Linked DNA regions of Nothobranchius furzeri: region 1 is linked to region 2. A link is a contact called in public Hi-C data. All regions are on one chromosome and are shown on one strand. The core of a region is the stretch at or near the end of the contact, and the rest is flanking DNA. Distances in the headings are between cores, read along the strand shown.

What was found. Hi-C and Micro-C count contacts between places; a contact is called where the count stands out from the background.
Region 1: a Hi-C map of skeletal muscle shows a contact between it and region 2, with 6 times the contacts expected there. The contact joins the enhancer-like site here to the promoter of LOC107387550 in region 2. A contact is called at or near these places in 2 of 2 Hi-C or Micro-C datasets (skeletal muscle and tail fin).

Annotation. Positions count from the first base shown.
Region 1 is chr16:40,398,783-40,405,468 of NfurGRZ-RIMD1, reverse strand. No RefSeq gene overlaps it. Among protein-coding and RNA genes, the nearest start is that of LOC107387550, 140 kb to the right of the region's middle. Within about 2 kb of position 5,303, at least 1 of the 3 cell types and tissues checked has an H3K27ac peak or open chromatin away from gene starts, as enhancers often do. A contact at or near this core is called in tail fin, where this site is marked.
Region 2 is chr16:40,260,900-40,267,317 of NfurGRZ-RIMD1, reverse strand. It overlaps LOC107387550 (zinc finger protein 503), which reads left to right and starts at 1,946. Exons shown (of 2, transcript XM_015962566.3): 1 at 1,946-2,423; 2 at 2,866-4,457. The coding sequence starts at 2,169. The coding sequence ends at 4,302.

The DNA.
Region 1 (6,686 bases), core at 4,054-6,553, 130 kb before region 2:
GAAAGAAGATGGAACAAAGTTAGTTGTTATATTCCGTCAAACTGAATGCAACAAATTCTGTTTTTTTCTGAGCAAATATTTGACTTTGTTCACCTGTTCAGGGTCACCAGCAGGAGCAAGGGCCTCAGTCATCAATGACCAAGAGAACGGCCACAGTGTTTTCTACTCATTTGATTAGTTTTCCTTTACAGTCAGCTATGTTTTACTCTCAAAAGCAGGTGGCTATGATTAGCTATGAAAGGGTCATTTGATGGTTTAGCAAACTGGGCATTTCTTGTGACTTTTAGATTGAGAAATAACATAGGTGTGGATTACAACGGAATTTTGTTTTTCACGAAAGTCCAAGAATGACTATGAACCAGTAGATTTGACTCTTAGATGTTCCCGAATTTATTGCAAATCTTCAACAAACCTTTCTAATTGAATAGCAACGAGTTAAATGATAAATTATTTAAAGCTGTTATGGAAAACACAAACAGGGTCACAGAGCCCTCCCCACTCCCCCCCCGGGTGTCTTCCCTGTAGGGCTGCACAATATATCTAAAAATTATCGTCATCGCAATAACAGGGCACGCGATAGGCCCATCGGAAAGCACATCAAAAACGGCGATAAATGTTTGGTTCAAACATTTCCATCCGTGTCATACATCAACTTTTTGTAAACCAGCTGTTTTTTTACGCGGAAGTATTATTTGACCAATCAAATGTAGCCCTTCTGATATGCGGCCAATCAGATGGGTCCGTTCACGTGATACGCCTGCCCCCCTACATAGACCCCTAGGATGGGTGGAACGCAAGTGGCGCCGTTCCCTTGTTCGTCATGCTGGCTCAGATTAAGAGCGCACTCTGTGCTGAGGTTTCTGGAAACAGCGCTGCTTTCAAATGTGAACGTGAGTCCGCTCGGTGTCATTAAGCAGCTGATAATAACCGGGCTGACTCCGACACGTGCCGGTGAACCAACCCACCTACCTCCATGCCGCTAGTGTTCCACCGGGTGGTGACGTTAGCCCCAGGCTCCGGTTAGCTTCCAGCTAGAGATACAGCACTCTCCTCCCAGTCCCACCCTGCTAAAGAGGGCCTGGAAAAGTTCCCCCACACATCAAAGTGATTTTTCATTTATGAGCTTTTATAACCTTGTTAATCAGGATAGTTGATTTGCTGCTGCACATAAACTGTCAGTCAGAAGCTCTGCTAGCCGGTTATCTTAGAGGAGCTAGCTCAATTTGTTAGCTTCTTACCAGAATCATAGTTGCAGTTTCATCATCTGAGCTGCTTTTTAAGATCTAGGTAAACTTGTTCAATTTGGGGTTAAAAACAAACGTTTTCACATATTTTCCATGTAGTTTTTTTTGCCAGTTCCTCTTCTGAAAGGTAGACAATTGTTTTTCTCTTTCCCTCAGAAAATCTTAATGTTCTCCTAGTTTGGCCCAGCACAGTTCACTTCCCAATTACAGCAACAGCCTTATATCATAACCACATACGTGGAGAAAATGTTTAGTAGCAATGAGAGAATTTGCTGTTGCATTTAAGTGATGTTAACTATTATTTAACATTTAAACTTACTTTCAGATTTCTTTTATTTATTCAAAAACCCTGGTAAGGGATGTTTTTCTGTATTTGGAGCATCAGAAAAAGTTTTATGGTGGTGGTGATGTTTTAAAGTCACAGAGAAACTGCATGCATGCAGTTTGTTGTTTTGCTGCTAATACAGTAGCAGGTGCAGCTGCATATTTTTGCAATAAAATGTTATGTTGTAATGGAATTCATGCATTAGTTTTTGTTTACTTTGAACCCAGAGCAGACGTCACACGCCAGATGACATCAACACTGCATACTTTAGTATTTGTTCATTTATCGTGAGTAAAATTGATATCGCAATATTAAGCACTGTTATCGAATATAGCAGGTTTTCCTAATATCGTGGAGCCCTACTTCCCTGAGACACTGCAGCTGGAACTGGAAACCCGCGATGCCAGAGGAAACTAGAGAGCGCTAAACACCAGTCGCTGTATAGGTCCAAACATCTTTTGTTGTCCGTGACTTCAAAAGGTGTTTCTCCTTTTGGGATTCTGGTAGTTTGTCCTAAGTTGAAGTGGTAGCAGCCGGCTGTTTCTCCTGCTCTGATATGACTGAGCGCAGAACCTTACACACCAGACAATAAAGCTGATTCTGATTCTGACCAGTGGTGTTCTGTTAATAAATACATGAATGATTTATGAGTGGAGGACCCAGGGAAGTGCGGTGGTTTGGTGAGATCGACAGCCGGTCCAGTAGTTGCTTTCAGTCCTAAATGTTTTAATGGTGAAGGATTTTCTACAAAATATATTTTTTCATATTTTTTTTAAATCTTCACAATATTTTTATAGCTGTACTATGTTAGAACGCTAAGAAGCATGAAAGAGGTTTAAGCTCCTTTGTTTTCCATATATTCCATTGCAGCATTATTATTTATTTAATGACCCTCTAGAGTCCTAGAACCCCCCAAAGCACCTTACAACATAATAGTCATTCACCCAAGCAATGTTATGAATTAGATGAAAATGTAAATAAAAAAAAAGCTTTCTGGTATTACATTAGCTTAAACTTACTTATTATTAGGTCACACATAAATTAAAAAAGCATTATTGCCTTGCTTTCCCACTCTTTCACATCAACACGTTCAGTGCGTGAAACATTTAGCCTTTTACGTAATCAGCTTTCATTCCACGCCTTTTGATCATTTGCTTTTCTTTGTGCCGCACACCTCATCGCCTTTATTTTCTGCCATAATTGCATGGGAAAGATCTCCCCTTTGATACCGTCTGCATGCCGAATCGCTATCAGCGAAAGAGTGTCGAAAAGTACCGTGTGTGCTGTCTGCTCGCAGAGAAAAAAAAGGGCCCATACACCTGTGGAAGACAAACAGGGTTTTCAGAGATATGACATATCTATCATCCCTGCACAGGATATGGACCTTTCTGTCATCTTAATGGTGCATAGTGGAACAGTAGGTGCTGATAGACATGTGTTGCATGTGGTGAGCTGTCTGGCAGCTGGCGTTCCCAGGTCTGCACCCCACTCATCCCCAACCCCAAGCCCTCGAAGGCCTCCTGTCTCATCTCCTGGTTGTGCTATGCAGACAGAGTTATCTCCTACAGGCTCATCAGCCGACTGCTGAGCGGAGCTGAGCAGGATGCTCTGTTCCGCTTAAAGCCCCCTTTCCCCTTTCACTGCTTCAGCACGAACCCTTATCCTCCACTGCAGGACAGATGCTCCACATTAAATAAAAAATCTACATTTTCATCAGCTTCTAATGCATTACAAATGAGTTCAAAGAACAAAACGGCAACATACGCAGCAGAACTTTTAACTAAAACAACATACTCTAAACAGAGTGTTTTGGGAGACCACAATGGGGGCACCTGCTGAAGTAATCACTGACAGATTGGATTTTGTGTTCCACCTGTAAGTTTGTTTTGTGGACATTAAACGTGTGTCTGCGCTTATATCAGCACTGTTGCATTAGTCAGGTACACAGTTCCTTCATGATTGTTCCTCAGAAAGAAGAAATTTAGCAAACATGTCTTATGCTAAATGTGCTGAAGTAGCTCTGTAAATAAAAGAATGTCTGCATGCCTTCTTCCCACACAGAGAGGCCGCCGCCGCCTAACAGCACCGCAGCGAGATAAGCTGGGTGGATTCTACTGAGAGAATCTGTTATCAGGGATGGTGCTGTGCACTGACATTAGGATAAGCGTATCTATCAGCACACTGCCAAACATCCCCAAGTGAGCTTGGCGGAGAACAAAGCCCGCATCATCTCTCCAAGCTAAGGTTACAGGCGGATGATGATGTACTTGTCACTGTGGTGCAAATGATCCACTGCCCGGCTCGCTCCAGGAGAACAAACAGAAACCACACCAAGACACGGATACCATCTGAACGGTTTTAGATATCTGCCTGTTCCTCCGCTGGATAGTCACAGCTGACTTGACTGGTAACAGCTTTGAACCAGAAAGCTAAACGGAGGTATACCGCTTAAACTTGTCGGATAAAACACAACAAAAAAAGAAGAATCAGGAAAATGTGGTTGAATCACAATCTATGAGTGCTCCAGCAAACTTGTCTGAGTGAGGTTTGTGTTAAAAAACATCTTGTAATAAAGTCCTGTGAATGCAATCACAGTGTGCTTTTAGCAACATGCAGTTGAACACATTTGAATTTCTCGGTTATTTTAGACCTGTTGTACCAATAACACCACAGGCTGGCTATTATAGTTGCACTCTGTGTATCTCATTACCAAGGGGCCACAAAAACCCAAGGCGAGACAAAAGCAGGATGAGTAGTGTTTTGGCAGATGCTGCAAGTAAGAGCATATCCCACATTTTGTTCAAGGCCGTGAGAAAACCAAAACAAAAAGAGCTGGCAAGACAATTTGAATGTGACAAAGTGCTGGAGGATGACTCAGTGAATGAATCACTCTCAATATCACAGACCAAAGCACAGCGTTTGAAGAGAAATCCATGCCTTGCAGGGAAGAGCTGCAGCGGCAGTGATAAATCATCTCTCTCTCCATGGTCCACCTCAATATCCTGTTCACCATGAGTCCCGACGCAGGTCTTGCTAATGCATGTTTTTGACCATCACTAACCATTCCCAAATCAAAATAGTGACTGAAACCTAAGCCAGCACGTTGTGTACACACATGCTGGTCTCTGACTTAATGCTTTGCATGAAAATTAAACAGCTGACCTTGTATAAACACACCCGTGTTTCATGTCTTTGTCACCTGCCAACTAAAGGCAGACACAACCGCAACAACCTCAAAAGACTTCAGGTCAGCACACGCACGCACGCACACACACACACACACACACACACACACACACACACACACACACACACACACGCACACGCATGCACGAAGGTGTTGGTAGACAAAATGGGTGTGGAGTGCAGAGAGACAGACGAGGCAACGTGTAAGAGAAACAACCATGATCACTCCGCTTCACTCCACATGCTGGAGTCTAAACAAGTCTCTGTTTTTATTTCCATAAAGCCACGTTCTGTCTTTTGTTCTGACGCAGATAAGATGTATAAATTATGAGCAGCTGACAAAGTATACCGGAGCGCCTCGGGCAGCTCATCAGTCATGCTCGGCCTGTCAGCAGGTAACTGATGGGGGCCCTACAGGCACAAAGCCCCCTTTAAAGCAAAGGAGGAGGGGGGCAGAGGAATTAAAGCAGTTGTTGGAGTCCTGAGCACAACAGCTGACTCATATTTAACAGCCTCTTTAAAGGAGCAAGGCAGACGCCAAAGGCTTCAGGCTTCAGAGTGTGTTTTGTGTCTCTCTCCTCAGCAGCGTATGTCTTGCTGTTGTGCTCTGTTGGTATAACACAATGGCAGTGCATGTAGGCACAGACAGAGTCATCCACAGAGACCACCCAAGAGAAGAAGGAGCGGGGTCTCTGGTGAAGAGAGACTGATAATCTTCCACTTCATCAAAACACATTTAATCCTCCATTTCTGCATAGAATTAAACTAAACTTCTTGCCTTGGAGTCCATTTCCACAATAGATACGAGAGTTTCGTTACAGTATTAAATGTGTTAAAGAAGGGGGATCAGCTTTTCTTTGGATTTTAATGCACTGTGGGTATTTGAGGGATAATTGTGATGAGCCTGTGTGTTGTGCTAAGGATGATAGGTAAGAATTGATGAGCGTGCCTGCAGCCCCATGAGTGGGAATGAGCTGGCATCACTCCTGTCTACACCACAGCTCTCTTCTCCATCGCGTACTGTCGCTTTTTGTCTTGTAACTATGTGCCAAAATCAAATCTGCCCACTGTGAGGACCAGTTACAGCAGATGCTACACTGTTCTTTTTCAGATTTTTCAATAAAAGGACCTAAATATAAAAATAACGTTCTCAAGTCGGTTGGATTAGTTTAATTTAGCAAATGTAAACAATCAGGGAAATAGGCCTGTGAAGGTTCTCAGTCATCCAGGTCATTGTAGTCTAAGGAGCTTTGAAAGAAAAGCGTCTGGACTTCTTTGAGTTGCTTGAAGACAGGGAAATAAGTGACATTGGGCATGTTGGGAAGACAAAGGCAGTGAGTTCAGCGTCTTTTTATGTCCCCTCATCAAATTTCTGAAAACCAATCTCCACTGCTGTCTGTCTGGAAGGACATAAAGCATCACACCTTCTTGTGGGTCAAACAGGTACTTTACAGTATCAAATGATTGGGTGCATAAAACTCTCTGAAAAGAGTCTCAGAGATAAAAAATAATAATAATAAGACACCAACTGGTGCTTGGATGATGTAAAATAATGCAGCTTATCTGACGCCCTGTAGGAAGAAAACTCTAAAGAGTGACATATTTCTATATGAGTCATTTAAATGTCTGTTAGAGTAATATTTTTGATCTGACAGGTAAAACTACAGCAAAGTCTGAGTGCAATGCATCTTTCTAAATCTGTAACTGCAAAGACTCTAATTTAAGGTGGGCTGTTTATTTAACTCAGGTGTTTGTGAGGACCCACTTGTCTAGGTGGCGCTGTGGTCAACAAAACATACCCTGAAATAATACCTCCATATTTTGTAAATGAACGTTAATTTCACAGATTTGCACAAACATAAAACTTTATCAAAAACTCACTGTTTGGGGGAAATTTTATGATGGTGTTAACTGAACTTCCTGTAGCAGAT
Region 2 (6,418 bases), core at 697-3,196:
CCCCACCTCCCTTCCTGTGCTGCATGCAACCTTTAAAGTGTCCACAACAGCATTACTTTCACACTTCATCATGTGTTTAGCTGCTGTTACAGAAACAAAAGCTGAAGCAATCTAATTTAAACCAGACTGATATATTAGCTAATATATGCATTTTTCTAAACAGCCCAGTAGCAACCATCGGCCTTTGGAGCTAAATTACATGATTGTACATTAGTTTGTTTCAAGAAGAAATTGTTGCAAATGTCGATTTAATCTGTTTTTAAAAGAGACTGAAATTTGCACAGTGCAGCAAGCAGGGATGAAAACATGAATGCAATGAAAACCCTTTAACATTTTATGAAGTAATTCATCAAGAGTATTACTGTGCATGCCCAATTTTTACATTATCTTTGTCCAGTTGAACCAACAAAAGCTGTGGGGAACAAAAACTCCTCTAATCTGCAAAGTAAAATTGGAAAATAAAAAAGCACACACTTTGCAGGAGTAATTTTACTGCCCTTCTCACCTAATCTGTGGTTAATTCTGACCTAAAATGTACTTTAACATGAAGAGAGCATGAATTATTCAATTGGACATCTAAATTTCCGGAGCAACCCGTGACTCTTCCTGCGTAATCGCATCTGCTTGTGTTTGCATGCGCTGCGTAAACTCCTGCGAAATGCAAGCGAGAAGAGTCCGAGCTTTGGTCTAAAAAGTAATGAATTACTCCTGGAGGGGAAAAAAAGAGAAAGAATCTGCAGCCATTTAAGGATAAAACCGAGAATTTGGTGTCTGCTGCTGAGAGCCATCCATCACGTCCACAATAAAGGAGTTTTTGCCTGACGGACGAAATTTATGGTCGCCCTTCTCTGCCCTAATAACTCAGCGCGCTGTGTCAGAGCCTGACAGCCGTTGCCGAAAACAGCACCCCTGTTATCAATCAAAAAACACTTGCATATGTTTAACTTTCGCTTGATCAGCAAGACATTTATAGGCTATTGAGTAATAAGATAAGTGGGTCTGCTTCGATGGGAAGAAACCTGGAACTTTAATGATTAATGGCTCCAGCAGTGTTTTTACGCGCTTTTGGGGGTGAAAATTAAAGGATTTTGTGTGAATGAAAACGTAGAATTTTATTTATTTATTTTTAAGTTGAAACATAAAACTATTTAGTGCATGGCTGTTGTTTATAGACTTAAATACATGTGTTTTGTGTTTTAAAAGGGCAGACATGCCTAAATTATGATGGACGAGTAAAGGAAGGAGAAATCTCAGGTTTTTACCACTTCTTGTGGATTCACTTGACCTCATTCTGACAGAAAAGAGGAAAGAAGGGAGGGGGAGCTAGCAGACAGCTGACAGATATGCTGGCATATGTCAGTATCCTGTCCTGTATGCCAGTTGTGTGATTGAGAGGACAGAGTTTGGAGAAACGTGGACCAAATGTGTGTGTGTTTTTTTATTATGACACTGATTTTTCGCATATTTTAATATTTATTTATGGAATTCAATCAGATGCACTGTTTCATACGAGGAAACCTCAGGTTTGATCAGATATGGAACAGGCATGCATGTTTGGGTCATCTAACATGAATGTTGTAAAAATATATATCAAATTGCTCCAATTTCTAATGCACGTTGTGTTCGGTTCAGTTTAAATCGGTTATTGTGGTCCTGAAATCCCCCGAAACACACGCACACAGGACTCATCAGCAGCGCATGCGTAAAAGTTGCCAAATTGCGCAAATACGCAGATAAAAAGATCTCCGAATTAAAAAGCGCTCATTTGAGTGAAAAATGAAACGGGCGCCATGTGTGAGGTGGAAACGTCACATTACTTGGAGCCTCCATCACTTTGGGATCTCCGTCTGATTGGGAGGGCGCAGAGAAAGCGATCGTCTGCGGACTGATTCAAGACGGCGCTGGAGAGGAGGCGGAGTGATCCGTCCTGTCAGAGATACGCGAGTTCGCTCTCGGACCTGAAGCCACACTGTTACAGCGTCGCTGGGGATGAAGCACCGCTGCTGCGAAGCGCACGGATTCAGACTACTCCTCACGCGCTGGTTTTAAGGATTTTACTTTTGTTTTGTTCCAGGAAAAGGCTCGAGTCTCCAAACGTTTGGTAGTTGGGTTGTTGTTTTTTTTACTCGACATATGTATTTTCCAACCATTTTTACGAGAATTGGGTCATGAGCGCATCGCCCACGGTCTCTGTCTTGAGAAATAGCACGAGTCCGGCGTGGGAGAGCGGCTCCTCGGGGGAGAAAGGAGCAGCGAAAATCAGCCAACTGTCCGTTTACAACTCCGTCTGTCCTGCAGACCCTTCTCGCCAAGCCAGTCGTCTTCCCATCAAGATTTTGAAAATGCTCACGGCTCGGGCGGGACACATTTTACACCCGGAGTACCTCCAGCCATTACCCTCCACTCCCATCAGCCCCATCGAGGTAAACGTCAAAGCGATTTGGTGAAAATAACATTTTCGCTCGCGTGCATTATGTAAAGTTTTGTTGTTGTTTTTTTTTTAACCAAAATATTCACAAAACCTCCCGTCAGAGTTCCGTAATTATGGATCAATTCATTTATTTTGAATTTTCCATAGAAAACATCCGCTGTCTTTTATCTGATTATTTTTATCCCAACTTTGGACTCACTTTACTTAATAACACAACAGAAAATACGTGTCTATATTTTGCTTTCGTGTTGCACAAGCGGTCTTACTGAATAAATCGGGCTTCGGTTTCTTCCTGAGATAAGTTTATGCGCAGTGCGTAAAATGCGCGGAACGGTCACCTTTCTAAACATGCGATGCAGTTTCACAGCTTATATGGTTATAAATGAATTGTTTCACATTCTTCACACATTTCAACATGATTTTTTATTTTGCAGCTGGATGCCAAAAAGAGTCCGCTGGCCCTTTTGGCTCAAACATGCTCGCAGATTGGCAAACCGGACCCGCCGTCCTCCTCCAAACTCTCTTCTGTGGCCTCAAACGGATCTAGTGACAAGGAGACAAAATCCGGACCGCTGAAAATGAGCGACATCGGAGCCGAGGACAAATCCAGCTTTAAACCTTACTCGAAGTCGTCAGAGAAGAAGGACTCGAGCAGCAGCCTCAATGGAGATAAAACCAGTTTCCGAGTGCCTAGCGCCACCTGCCAGCCGTTCACGCCCAGGACAGGCAGCCCCAGCTCCTGCACCTCAGTTTCCCCTATGCCGTCTGAAGGCAGGGCTGGGGACAAGGAGGAAAAGAAGGACTCTGATAGCAATAAAGGCAACGCGACAGAGAGCGGTGGCAGCCAAAAGATTAACGGAATTACCTCTGATGGCAGCCAGCACCAAGAAAACACATCTGGATCCAAGACTGTTACATCCGACTCCACATCTGTAACCTCATCCGCCTCCGTTCTCAGCTCTGGACTGGTGGCCCCTGTCTCTCCATATAAGCCAGGCCATACAGTTTTCCCCTTGCCGTCCGCTAGTATTTCCTACCCTGGAAGTTTAGCAGGTGCATATGCAGGTTACCCACAGCCGTTTCTCCCACCTGGAATGACCCTTGACCCCACCAAATCCAGCAACCAGCTCTTAAGCGCCCAGTTTGCTGCTGCCAGCTCTTTAGGGTGCAGTAAAGCCGGAACAAGCCCTTTGGCTGGAGCATCCCCGCCGTCCTTAATGTCTGCTAGTCTGTGTCGAGACCCCTACTGCCTGAGCTACCACTGCACCAGCCATCTGACCGGCGCGTCTGGCGCCAACTGCTCACACGACTCTGCCGCCGCTGTTGCAGCTGCCAACGCTCTTAAATCCGGATACCCACTCATGTACCCAACACATCCATTGCACAGCGTTCACTCTTCTGCCCCATCTTTTACAGGACACCCTTTGTACCCTTATGGCTTTATGTTGCCCAATGACCCTCTGCCACACGTGTGCAACTGGGTGTCTGCTAACGGACCTTGTGATAAGCGCTTTGCGTCCTCAGAGGAACTCCTTGGACACTTGCGGACTCACACGGCCTTCGCCGGCACAGAGAAGTTGATAACTGGATACCCAGGGTCGACTTCTCTTGCAAACGCTGCAGCAGCCGCTGCTATGGCTTGCCACATGCATATTCCTCCAAACGGCAGCCCAGGCAGCCCCGGCACGCTGGCCCTCAGGGGCCCCCATCACCCCCTCGGACTAAGCAGCCGGTATCACCCGTATTCAAAGAGCCCTCTGCCCACTCCCGGGGCTCCGGTGCCAGTACCTGCAGCCACCGGGCCCTATTACTCCCCATACGCCTTGTATGGACAAAGACTGACGACAGCCTCGGCCTTAGGATACCAGTGAAGAACAAAGAATTCTACATTTATAAAGGAAATTTAGGCCTAATGAGTTTTATATTGTATTTCATGCAGGGACTGGATCCATGTTGGGATCAGTGTATTTATTTGCGATAGCTTCAAGCGTGACTAAAATAAAAAATAATTATAATATAAATTTGACATGCCTGGATGTGCATTATTTTACACAGGAGAAGTTTGCATTTGAAGATGCTGGACTTGATTTCTGGTTTTATTTTCTATTCTGAAACCAAAGCGCTCTGACTCCAAAGTAAAGGCCATCTTTGTGCTGCTTCACTCGGACAGATTGGGCTGCTGCACAGGGTTCTGACAGCCTGATGAACGTGGAAAATAAAATCAATCAGAGCAACTTCTTCAGAAGTGGAATTGATTTATTCTGTCGGCAGCAAAACCTGCATGAAAGCCTCCTTTTACCACCTGATATTTTTTAAGTGCCACAACACAAACTGTTTACATTTGCTCACTTGCTTTATTTTAGATGGAGAATTTTTCATAATAAAGTAACTGAAATGTAAACTATATTATCCTTTTTTTATATTTCTGATGTGCATTGGGGTTTCAAAACGCAAGCTGGATTAAAAATGTATGATGAGTTCTGAAATCATTCTAGAAAAACATGTTTCTTTTATTTGCAGCTGCAGCTTTATTGCCACGAGGATAACCACAGGCTTTGCAAAAGGCCGCTACGGAGAGCCAACATTTGCACGTTTTTATATTAAACAACAAATAGCATCTGCACACATTCCGCAACTGGCTTTCCTTAAACATAAATGTAAGCCAAAGCTTGATACTGAATCTTCTCAAAAATTTCAGCTTATCGACTCATCTATGAAGACAAAAGAGCTTTTAATGTGAGCCAGAACGTCTCCAAAGAAAAATGTACGACACAGATGTTGGGTGCTTCCAGAGCTATTGTGATTACTCTAATGAGGACTTGAAGCACAGAGCATGAATAACACGGAGTTTAAGTATTTAATCAGTCCGTTAAAACAAATCAGCTTAATCAAGCCAAAAGTGTCATTATTTATCCTGTAAATTCAGCTGCCATCCAGCGATGACCACGGTCAGACGTTGTATGCATCAACTCCTCCTAACCGTCACAGAGGAGGGCTAAACATAGCTCAGTGATGGATGGCAATAAAGCCGCTAACCCCACCGTTCAGCGCCGCAGCCAGTCAGCCATGAAGCCAACTTGGGTCATCTGTAATGCGTTTCTGCTCACTTACAAACAGCACCTTAATGTCATGAGAACAAATGGGACTGAGACCCAAAGAGTCATATCTCAGATCTTAATTGATGAGCGACAGTTATGGAGTCACACATAGTCACATATGAATCAGTGCAAATACCGAGAAGGTTAGGTTTTAAGGATTAAATAGGTAGAAGGTTTTTGCACTGGGACATTTTGACGACAAGATTTAAATATCAACGTGAGCTCGTGTGATAATTTTAATTGCATTTTTAAAAAATCTGTTTTTCTGGAAGAACAATAATAACTCTTACTCGCTGACAAAAAGACCAGAAAGAGCAAAATTACAAACTAAACGTAAAGTACTGAAATTCACTAAAGGAAGTCAAAGTTATTGACTTAAAAAAAATTATTCACTTGTATATGTATATATGTGTATATATATGTGTGTGTGTGTGTGTGTGTGTGTGTGTGTGTGTGTGTGTGTGTGTGTGTGTGTGTGTGTGTGTGTGTGTGTGTGTGTGTGTGTGTGTGTGTGTTAAGCTGCAGCCAAATCATATCACTTGGTAACATGTTTTGTTTTACAAATACTAACCACAGTGTTTCCCCATAAAAAGTGCACACACACACACACACACACACACACACACACACACACACACACACACACACACACACACACACACACACACACACACACACACACACACACACACACACACACACACACACACACACATCCATCCTTGTAATATTAATTATTAACTATTTATTGAAGCTTAGTTCATATAAATACGGTAAGCATGAACCTCTTTAAAGCTTAATGTGTTTGGGAATTAGCTATAATGTCTTTATAACAGCAATTACAGAAAGTCAATAATAATAAAACATATTTTATTTTATTATTTATTTC